Linked DNA regions of Mus musculus: regions 1 and 3 are each linked to region 2. Evidence: chromatin contacts called from public HiChIP or PLAC-seq and promoter capture Hi-C data. All regions are on one chromosome and are shown on one strand. Each heading gives the region's core, a stretch centred on a gene start, on an enhancer-like site or on the middle of the called end of the contact. The rest is flanking DNA. Distances are from core to core; before and after follow the strand shown.

What was found. Promoter capture Hi-C pulls out the DNA fragments that hold promoters and counts their contacts. HiChIP or PLAC-seq counts read pairs in DNA pulled down with a chosen protein or histone mark.
Region 1: a contact with region 2 is called in an H3K4me3 HiChIP or PLAC-seq map of bone marrow-derived macrophages, with 2.6 times the contacts expected there. The contact joins the enhancer-like site here to the promoter of Cdk13 in region 2. A contact is called at or near these places in 20 of 39 promoter capture datasets (the 3T3-L1 cell line, 3T3-L1-derived adipocytes, the C10 cell line and 13 more), 4 of 15 datasets of contacts at CTCF or cohesin (CD8 T cells, the G1E-ER4 cell line, large pre-B cells and 1 more), 84 of 484 Hi-C or Micro-C datasets (the 3T3-L1 cell line, the 63-12 cell line, the AML12 cell line and 57 more), 41 of 115 datasets of contacts at active chromatin or transcription factors (the 230-238 cell line, DN3 thymocytes, the HPC-7 cell line and 29 more) and 3 of 9 other capture datasets (adipose tissue, liver and pancreatic islet).
Region 3: a contact with region 2 is called in a promoter capture Hi-C map of liver. The contact joins the enhancer-like site here to the promoter of Cdk13 in region 2. A contact is called at or near these places in 11 of 39 promoter capture datasets (3T3-L1-derived adipocytes, the C10 cell line, the HPC-7 cell line and 8 more), 15 of 484 Hi-C or Micro-C datasets (the C2C12 cell line, CD8 T cells, the G1E-ER4 cell line and 10 more), 12 of 115 datasets of contacts at active chromatin or transcription factors (the 230-238 cell line, the SCID.adh cell line, bone marrow-derived macrophages and 6 more) and 3 of 9 other capture datasets (adipose tissue, liver and pancreatic islet).

Annotation. Positions count from the first base shown.
Region 1 is chr13:17,734,378-17,737,519 of GRCm38.p6, reverse strand. The region is part of intron 9 of Cdk13 (cyclin-dependent kinase 13); the gene reads left to right. Among named protein-coding and RNA genes, the nearest start is that of Mir466i, 12 kb to the left of the region's middle. Within about 2 kb of position 1,314, at least 1 of the 459 cell types and tissues checked has an H3K27ac peak or open chromatin away from gene starts, as enhancers often do. A contact at or near this core is called in bone marrow-derived macrophages, where this site is marked.
Region 2 is chr13:17,803,023-17,806,410 of GRCm38.p6, reverse strand. It overlaps Cdk13 (cyclin-dependent kinase 13), which reads left to right and starts at 1,314. Exons shown (of 14, transcript NM_027118.1): 1 at 1,314-2,973. The coding sequence starts at 1,760.
Region 3 is chr13:17,715,701-17,718,681 of GRCm38.p6, reverse strand. Cdk13 (cyclin-dependent kinase 13) reads left to right here. Exons shown (of 14, transcript NM_027118.1): 14 at 1-2,720. The coding sequence ends at 621. Among named protein-coding and RNA genes, the nearest start is that of Mplkip, 22 kb to the right of the region's middle. Within about 2 kb of position 1,426, at least 3 of the 459 cell types and tissues checked have an H3K27ac peak or open chromatin away from gene starts, as enhancers often do. A contact at or near this core is called in liver, where this site is marked.

The DNA of each region.
Region 1 (3,142 bases), core at 65-2,564, 69 kb after region 2:
CCGAAAGAATGAAATAGCAGAATATGTGCCCTAAATTAAATAGGATAAAATTAGAATACAAAAACGAAGATGAAGTTTGCATTTTAAAAAGAGTAGTAGAGAAGGCAGGAGGAATGGTTCAGTGGGTAAAGAGTTGCTGTGAAGCCTAATGAAGTGAGGTTTGAGCAAGAGGACTAATTCATCACACTGTCCTCTGCACATGCCTACCATAACAAGTGCACATGGCTGACAAGCATATACAAATTGGAAGCAGTAGATCAAATATTAAAGTGTCATAGCTCAGTCTTTGCTTCAGTTCAGTCTTGTGCATTACAGATCTCATATTTAACTCCCTCTTTTGATTGTACTAAGAGGTCACATTAAATGATCCGCCAAACAGTGCAGTTCTCAGAACAGATCCTGTCTATAGTGTAAGTAAGAAAATGAAACCAGCATAGGGATCATTCAGGTGACAAACGGAGCAGCAAAAGAAAGCCCAGGGAATAAATGACCACAGTACAAAAATGGAGAGCTTCATGTATAACGCCAAAATGTCATGTCTGAAGGAGTTACCCACTGCACTATGTAAATTAATCTTATAACTTAACAGTGAGAAAAGAAATGCAGTGAAATGAAGACTTTGATAGAAAAAATTACCTCAGATATAAAGGAAAAACTACAAGATTATTTAATTCATAAAAGTAATCCTGTAACACACTAGAAAGTCCTAAACTACTATCAAAGTACTCAGAAGAACCAGGCCCTGTATGTTAGTATGTAAATGCTTGCAAGTATTTCTAAAATCAGTAGTTGCAATGTTTCTTAAACTAATTTTTTTCAAAATTGAAGAAAGTCAGTAAATTAAATAATCAACAAACATTCATTAAATATCAGAAAAGTGATAGTAGCATATGCCTGAGATTCACTGGTGCCTTACTCTGACATGCTGGCAGAGAAAGAATGCAAAGGAACACCCCTCCTTCCTGTTCTTTCTCATCCTTGTGTGTATCCAACTCCCCAGTGTTTGTATTTTATAGTTGTTCTTATCATTAATTTATGAATTAACAAAGAGAAAATAACTATAATACTCAATTTGCATAACAGGGAATTTCATATAAGTGGATAATGGATTAGGGTAATGAACAAAAAGTAAACTTAGCCAAACTGAAGATTTCACTACTAAGGCAGACAAAGTCTTCAGTGCCCTCAAAGAGGTCAGCATTTCAGAATGTGGGTCAGCCTCAAAGACCCACTCCTCCTCCTGTTCCCTGCTTCCCTCTTGCATTATCTTCACAGGAAAAAAGAGGCTCCTCTCTGTCTCTTACATATACAAGGTTAGCTTCCTGCTTTCTGGGCCAGGCTTTGACCACACTGATGAAATCAGCATCCAGTCCCTCCATGGAACAAGAGCAAAGCAGTTTTATGCTTGTTGTTGATAAATGAGGAAAACGATTAGCTTAAAAAATGTTTACAGTTTTAAAAATAATGTTTCAAGCTATAAATGTTGAAATGGAAACCTATTTTCTTAAATGTTGAATAAATAGTATAATATAAGCAATTCACAAATGTAACAGTCTAGTCTTTCAACAGCCATGACTCAGTACCTTAAGAAAAAGGTTCCTAACTTCAATCTTCCCATCCCTGCTCAGATTAATCACTATCCTGAATCTGGGGTCACTGCTCTATGTTTTGTTTTCTTTCTTTCTTTAAATTTAATTTTATTTTTTACTTACTTACTTTACATCCTGCTCACTGCTCCCCTCCTGGGCATTCCTCCCCATCCCCTCCCTCCCTTTTCCTCTGAGCTGGTATGTGTGTGTGGGGTCCCCTCTGGGTATCCCCCGTATCCTGGTACTTCAAGTCTCTGTGAGGCTAAGTATATCCTCTCCCTCTGAGCCAGACAAGGCAGCCTAGCTAGAACAACACATCCCAGCTTTTGGGATAGCCCCCCCCCCCCCCGTTCCAATTGCTCAGGACCCATGTGAAGACCAAGCTGCATGTTACATATGTGTGGGGAGGTCTAGGTTTAGCTGGTGTGTGTTCTTTGGTTGGTGGTTCAGGCTCTGAGAGTTCCCAAACTCTACCCATTGTTTGGCTGTGGATGTCTGTATCTGTCTGAGTCAGCTGCTTGGTGGAGCCTCTCAGAGGACAACATGCTCCTATATGTATGGTTCAGGAGTCTGATGGGTGGAGGAGAGGTGGTGGAAGAAGGGAGGTCCCCCTGGAATAGCAGACTGCTCCAGGCAGCTTTGCCTCAGAGGGCTCAGAGGGCAGGGAAGATGGGTCCTTAAACTGTTATGTAACTGCTTCCCAATCTTTTGTTGCATACTTCTGTTGCGTTCCTCTGTAAATAGTATCTTGAACACATGGCAAGCTAAAAGAATGTTAGTAACCTGTAATTTTCTAGTGAGGTTACATATTTATCTTAGTTAAGGAATGTGAGTATCAAAAAGAGAATGAATGTCGATTTTTTTTTTTTTTTAAGTTGACTCACATAGACATAGAATCTGTTGGTTTTCAGAAACATTGTTCACGAACTAGGGGTGAGCAAGTAATGTTATAAGTGAAAGGAAATAAAAAAAAAAAGGATTATCCTAAGTACATTGAAAATGCTTTTAATATTTACCTTTGAAATGGACAAAATAAAGATGCCCAAATGATGTATGTGTATATTTTCTTTACTGTGATTCCTTCTAAGCCTGTTCTCTGTTTGATTGTTGGACCTGATTTTGTTGCCTACAAGTCCTAGTTGACGTAGTTAGGCTTCAAGGTACACATTACTGTAGCAGTTTCACCTGAATTATTTAAGTTAAATTCTTACTACTCAATGTCTTCTTCAGTTTAAAAAATTTATCTAGGGTCTTTCAAGTGATAATTGGAAAAATTGAGCTTTGAATTAAGCATTTTGTACATGTAAGAAATAGGACTTCTTCTGAAACTTTTTATATATATATATATATATATATACACACATACATACATATACATACATATATATATTTGTACATATGTATGTACATATGTACAAATAGTAATATTTCACAAACACAGTTTGAAATTTTTCTATATTGAGATTTCTAAGGGGAACATTAGCAAACTATTCAAGTTTTCATCAAGAATTCTGTCTTGGAGCCGGGCAATGGTGGCACACGCTATTAATCCC
Region 2 (3,388 bases), core at 65-2,564:
GTATCTTTTGTAAACTTCAAAGTCTGAGCTTCCATCAGTTTGTGAGATGATGCTGAGGTCAACTTGATTACTAAGTATTTAAGAACTAAAAGCCAGCTGATGATCTGAATAAATTTGTTAAGGGGTAATTACATGTACCCACTGAGCAATGTTTATCTTCTTTCCAGTATTAATGACCAATAAGCCTTTTAGATTTTAATCTAATTACCCCGAATACCTAGCCTCTAACTGAAGGGCAATCTTAAGGCAAGAGATGAGGGCATTATGTAGCTGACAGCTCATAGCTTTAGTTAGATATAATTACAGGTGAAAGTACAAAGAGGGCAGCTTCCACTACTACAAAATGTTTTTAAGGTTCCTGGGATTTTTAGTAGTCCTCCTTGATATTTTGACTCATCTTTCAGATTTACTTAATGCTTTTGCTTTATAAAGAGATTTACTTATTTCATGTATGTGACACATCAGAAGAGGGATCCCCATTACAGCTGGTTGTGAGCCACCATACTGTTGCTGGGAATTGAACTCAGGACCTCTGGAAGAGCAGTGAGTGTTCTTAACCTCTGAGCCACCTCTCCAGCCCTGTGTAAGGCTTTTTAAAGGTTCCGAAACGTCAGTGTCGCGGAAGCTCGAAGCTATGAACACCAAGTATATTTTTAGGTTACGATGGGTCCTTGAACTTGGGCGTACGTGAGTCTAGTCAAGCTAACGTCACATTCGCCCTCTGTGGGGAGTCTGCTCTCACAGATGTTCCGATCCCGTGGCTGGGGAAAAGGTAGTCGTCAAGGTTCTCCCGGGTCCTGCCGTGACCTTTTCACTGGAGGCGAGCAACAAGCGCCATGAGTGGCGCCGGAGGGAAGGCCTCCAGCGACAGCACAGCGCAGCCCACGCCTCCTCTCCTTTCTTTAACCCTGCTCCTCCGTCCCACCCCTGCCGGAAGTGGAGTGGCTCCTCGCGTCACTTCCGGTGACGGCCAGGGTCCCGGCGGGCGCGAGCACGCAGCACCTCCCCTCGCCCGCGCTCGCTCTCTCCATCGGCGTCCCCGAACGTGACGAGCGTGCGCGCCGCCGACCTAGCGTTGGGTTTAGGGGCAAAAGTCTTGAGGAACGCGGCGAGTGGGTGGTGCGCGGCGAGGGCTCGGCCAGCCAGTCGCGTCGCCGTCCCGCAGGGAGAACGCGGAGGGCAGGGAGGGGCGAGCGGCGCGCGCGGAGCCCGCGTGGAGGGGCGGAGGACAGCGAGCCGCGCCCCCGCTCCGGAAGCTGCGCGCAGTGCCCTCGGGGCGCCAGGCCCAGGCCCGTCCGAGCGCCGCGGGGTGTCGCCGCCGCCGCCACAGGACGACGTGGACGCGCCGCGGCCGGCCGGCGACGGAGGCGTGCTGTGGTCGCGCCCACTGCCCTCCCGCGAGCTCGCCCCCGACGTCAGGACGATGGAGTGAAGCGCGGCCCGCGGTGGCACTTCCGCGTTGCGCCGCCGGAGCCCGAGGCCGCCGCCGCCGCCGCCACCGCCGCCGCCCGGCACGGCCGGCTTTCCGCCGAGGATAGGATCCTCCCGCGCCAGGCCCTGACGCCGCTGCGCACACACCGCGACTGGAACCGGGGACGCGCGTCCCGACCCGGATTATCGTGGCGCGACTCCCGGCCGGCCCTGCTGCTCGCTACCCCTCCGCCGCGGCTGCCGTCCCCCTTCCCGGCGGGGGACATGGCCAGGGTCTGACCCCGGAGGAGGCCGCACCCGCGCCGCACTCTGCGGCGGGCTCTAGGCGATGCCGAGTAGCTCGGACACGGCGCTGGGGGGAGGCGGGGGCCTGAGCTGGGCCGAGAAGAAGTTGGAGGAGCGCCGCAAGCGGAGGCGATTCCTGTCCCCTCAGCAGCCGCCGCTGCTGTTGCCGCTCCTGCAGCCGCAGCTCCTGCAACCGCCGCCGCCCCCGCCGCCTCTGCTCTTCCTGGCTGCCCCCGGCGCGGCCGCCGCCGCAGCCGCCGCCGCCGCGGCCTCCTCCTCTTGCTTCAGCCCGGGCCCTCCTCTGGAGGTCAAGCGGCTGGCGAGAGGCAAGAGGCGCCCCGGAGGGCGGCAGAAGCGGCGCCGCGGGCCCCGCGCCGGGCAGGAGGCGGAGAAGCGCCGGGTCTTCTCGCTGCCCCAGCCGCAGCAGGACGGCGGTGGCGGTGCCAGTAGCGGCGGGGGTGTGACCCCGCTGGTGGAGTACGAGGATGTGAGCTCCCAGTCCGAGCAGGGGCTGCTGCTGGGGGGCGCCAGCGCGGCAACGGCGGCGACGGCTGCCGGGGGAACGGGGGGCAACGGCGGGAGTCCGGCCTCCTCCTCCGGCACGCAGAGGCGCGCGGAGGGGTCGGAGCGCAGGCCGCGCCGGGACCGCCGCAGCAGCAGCGGCCGCAGCAAGGAGCGCCACCGCGAGCACCGGCGGCGGGACGGGACGCGCAGCGGCAGCGAGGCCTCAAAGGCCCGCAGCCGCCACGGACACAGCGGCGAGGAGCGGGCGGAGGCCGCCAAGAGCGGCAGCAGCAGCAGCAGCGGCGGCCGCCGCAAGAGCGCGTCGGCTACGTCCAGCAGCAGTAGCAGCCGCAAGGACCGGGACCTCAAGGCCCACCGCAGCCGGACTAAGTCGTCCAAGGAACCGCCCTCGGCCTACAAGGAGCCGCCCAAGGCCTACCGGGAGGACAAGAGCGAGCCGAAGGCCTACAGGCGGCGGCAGCGGTCCCTGAGCCCGCTGGGAGGCCGGGACGAAAGCCCGGTGTCCCACAGGGCCTCGCAGAGCCTTCGGAGCCGCAAGTCCCCCAGTCCGGCGGGAGGTGGCAGCAGTCCTTATTCCCGGCGGCTGCCGCGCTCCCCGAGCCCCTATAGCCGGCGCCGCTCGCCCAGCTACAGCCGCCACAGCTCCTACGAGCGGGGCGGCGACGTATCCCCCAGCCCGTACAGCAGCAGCAGCTGGCGGCGCTCGCGCAGCCCCTACAGCCCAGTACTCAGGTGAGTCCTGTCCCCCCAACCCTAGGAGGCGGGGAAGGTGGGGCGAGGCGCCTCTGGTTTACTCGGTCCGCTTCCCAGGCCAGCGCTCCGGGTCGGAGGGTGGGTTTCTAGCGGAGAGGGGAGTGCTGAATGCACCTGTGAGGGTGGGAGGGACCAAGCGACCAGCCTAGGCAGGGATGAGTCCTAAGAGTTCAAAGTTTTTAACTTGTTGCTTTTAACTGTCAGCAGGTTAGTGCAAAATGCTCTCCTTTTCCAGCATTGCTATTTTGGCTTAATTTGTCTTAATACCTGCTTATGGAGAAAACGTCACTTTGTTGGTGCTTTACTAATATACAGGGACTTATATTAAAGAGCAATCAGATTCAGGAGGTGATGTCAGTTAGATAAGGATTGCAGATGTTTCATGTGGTTAATA
Region 3 (2,981 bases), core at 177-2,676, 88 kb after region 2:
GCTCAGCATCAGCCCCAGGATGATCCCAAAAGAGAAGGTGGTATCGATTATCCCACAGGAGACACATATGTGCCCAGTTCAGACTATAAGGACAACTTTGGATCTTCTTTCTCTGCCGCTCCTTACGTTAGCAGTGATGGTCTAGGAAGTAGCTCCGCTGCTGCACCATTGGAAGCACGTAGTTTCATTGGAAACTCAGATATTCAGTCTCTGGATAACTACAGTACTGCTTCATCTCACACTGGTGGTCCACCTCAAACTTCTGCCTTTACTGAGTCGTTTGCCAGTTCAGTAGCTGGATATGGAGACATTTACCTCAATGCTGGTCCCATGTTGTTTAGTGGAGACAAGGACCATAGATTTGAATATAGCCATGGTCCTATCACAGTCCTCACAAACAGCAATGACCCTTCCACAGGGCCAGAGAGTACTCATCCCTTGCCAGCAAAGATGCACAACTATAACTATGGTGGTAACTTACAGGAAAATCCAGGTGGCCCTAGCCTCATGCATGGACAGACCTGGACTTCTCCTGCCCAAGGACCTGGATATTCACAAGGATACAGGGGACACATTAGCACATCAGCTGGCAGAGGTCGAGGCAGAGGGTTACCATACTGAGTATCTGTTTTTCCTCAGGCACATCATTTTTATCTGGAAAGACTTTTCTAGCTGCAATTTCAGGCAGCAATCCAAGAGACTTGAATAATATTAATTCAACAACAGCTTTATTTTTATGTGGAAAGGGTCTTGCATACAATAGTGAAAAAAACAAAACAACAAAAAAAATCTTTGCTTAAATTCATGCTGTTCTTAAAACTAGCTCTATTGATTGTACATCGTCACAGATTTTAGTTAACAATTTTATTTTGTATTCTTGCAGTTTTAAGTGGATGCTAACATTAGGGACATAATGTTTTTATGGCCCTGTGGCAGATCTTCTGAACTATGCACACTTGTGCTTTTTTTTGTAAGTTTGGACCAACTTTTATGTAAACAAGCTCCCCTTCCCCCCATGCCCCCCATCCCCCTTCCAGTTTTACAACAATCAGAAAGGGCACTGATTTATTTGGTATTTTCTTTTTACAAAGCTACCTTTAGTCGAAGGTCACTGTCAGTCTTTGCACCTGCTTTCAGTGTTATTGTGAAAGGTGTACTTTGTGCTCATTTCAGAAAAATAAAACACAACCTTTCTCTTGATGCAACAGTTTTATATAAAAAATGGTCAACATTATTTTTGTTTTGTTTTTTTCAGGTTACCATAATACAGGAAAATTCATTCAAATGAAATAGTGGTTTTTATATGAAAACTATGGGTAGGGTGGGGAGGGGTTGAGTAAGTGCCTTAACAGGTAAGCTTAAGGTCTGCGGATGAAATGAGCCTTCACACCACTGTCTTTCTAAGGGAGTCTGTACTGTGCTGACGGGGCAGGGAGCTTCTCCGCTCTCAGGAGTTGCTTGGTCAGTTCTGTTAGCTCCATTCCCTCTGCCTGCCTGTCACACTGTCCCTTTCTGCCTGTCTTTTGGCTGTGTTGACTTCCACTGTTACCTTCTCTTGGTAGGGGTGTAAGAGGAAAAGAAAGGGAGAACTCAGAACCTTATGTTACTTCTGGGAAGTACTAAAACTTTTTTTTATCAATTAAGTGGTTGAAAGTAGTAGCTGAATGAGAATTTTAGAGTGCTCCTTTCTTTCTGGCTGTCATACTGACCCAGTTTCTATTTGGAGGGCAGGAGTTTTGAAGCAAGTATGTATAACAATTCATAAATAAATACATATGGTACATAACAAATGTATTGAAGTCCACAGAAGGAGGGTGGCAAACACCTTATTTTAAGTTATATAATTTTAAGAAAATGTCAACTTAAGTAGAAACATGTCCTAGATCTAATTTAGTAAAGCAAACAGAAAACTCAAAGAGAAAACCTTCCCTCTTCCTTTCAATTCTGTGAAATTTACTATAATTTCTGCCAGATTAGAGCAGTGCTATTCTATTAGAATCAACCAAGAAAGAATAACTCTGATGTTGTCAAGTCGCACTATGTTTACGTTCACACACACACACACACACACACAAAAAACCAAAATTCTATTTCTGAAAAGGAACCAAAGGTAAATAGCCAGCATCACCTTCATCATTCGTAGATAAGAGACTCTGGGGAACCGCCCTCGCGTGCCGACTGACAATTTCAATTGTTGTAGTACCTTTCCCATTGGATACTAAGTAAGGAAGAACTGTTATGAAAAGCAGCTTAGCTTCATGCCCTTTATATGATTTGTGACCCTGCATTTACAAACATTCAGGAAACATTATTGTTTGGTGACAGAATATTTTAAAGATAATTTTCCAGTTTATGCCTATTAAAAATGAGTTTTCAGTTGACCATTTTATTTTTTGATCGTATTTTGTTGGTGAAAGAAAAAAATTAATGGAAGAAAAAATATTTTGCTTTTATTTGAATACAGAGTACTAACAACTTAATAAAACAGTAGAGGAAGTGAAAAAATGTTTTGAAATTTAGAAATTAGAGTATTCAAGTCTCTGAAATTTTAATATGGTGAGTCTTAGAGCTTTAGACTTTCCTATAAGTGACAGTATCTAAATTATTATTTGTCACATTTGGTACATCTGCTGGCCATAAGCAGCTAACCTAAAATTGAAACTATTTATGTGACATGAATAGTCTGTGTTTTAAAAATTAAATATTTTATATAAAATTGACTTGTGTTTGGATAGTTTTTCTAATTAAACATTTCAGATATATATATCCATGTTGGGAGAGTGGCTGGGAAGTCAGGGAAATTATTGGCTTTGAAATAGAAAATTGGAACTATTTCTTCTAATAATGTGTGTTTTGTAAGACTGTGTAACTATATCCTGTGTTTAAGAAAAGGGGATGCCAATTAAACCATAGTGAAGAAAGGCCAGTGACTGCAGGACAGTCCAGACTCAGGGTGGTGTTACAAGAAAGATGTCTCATGA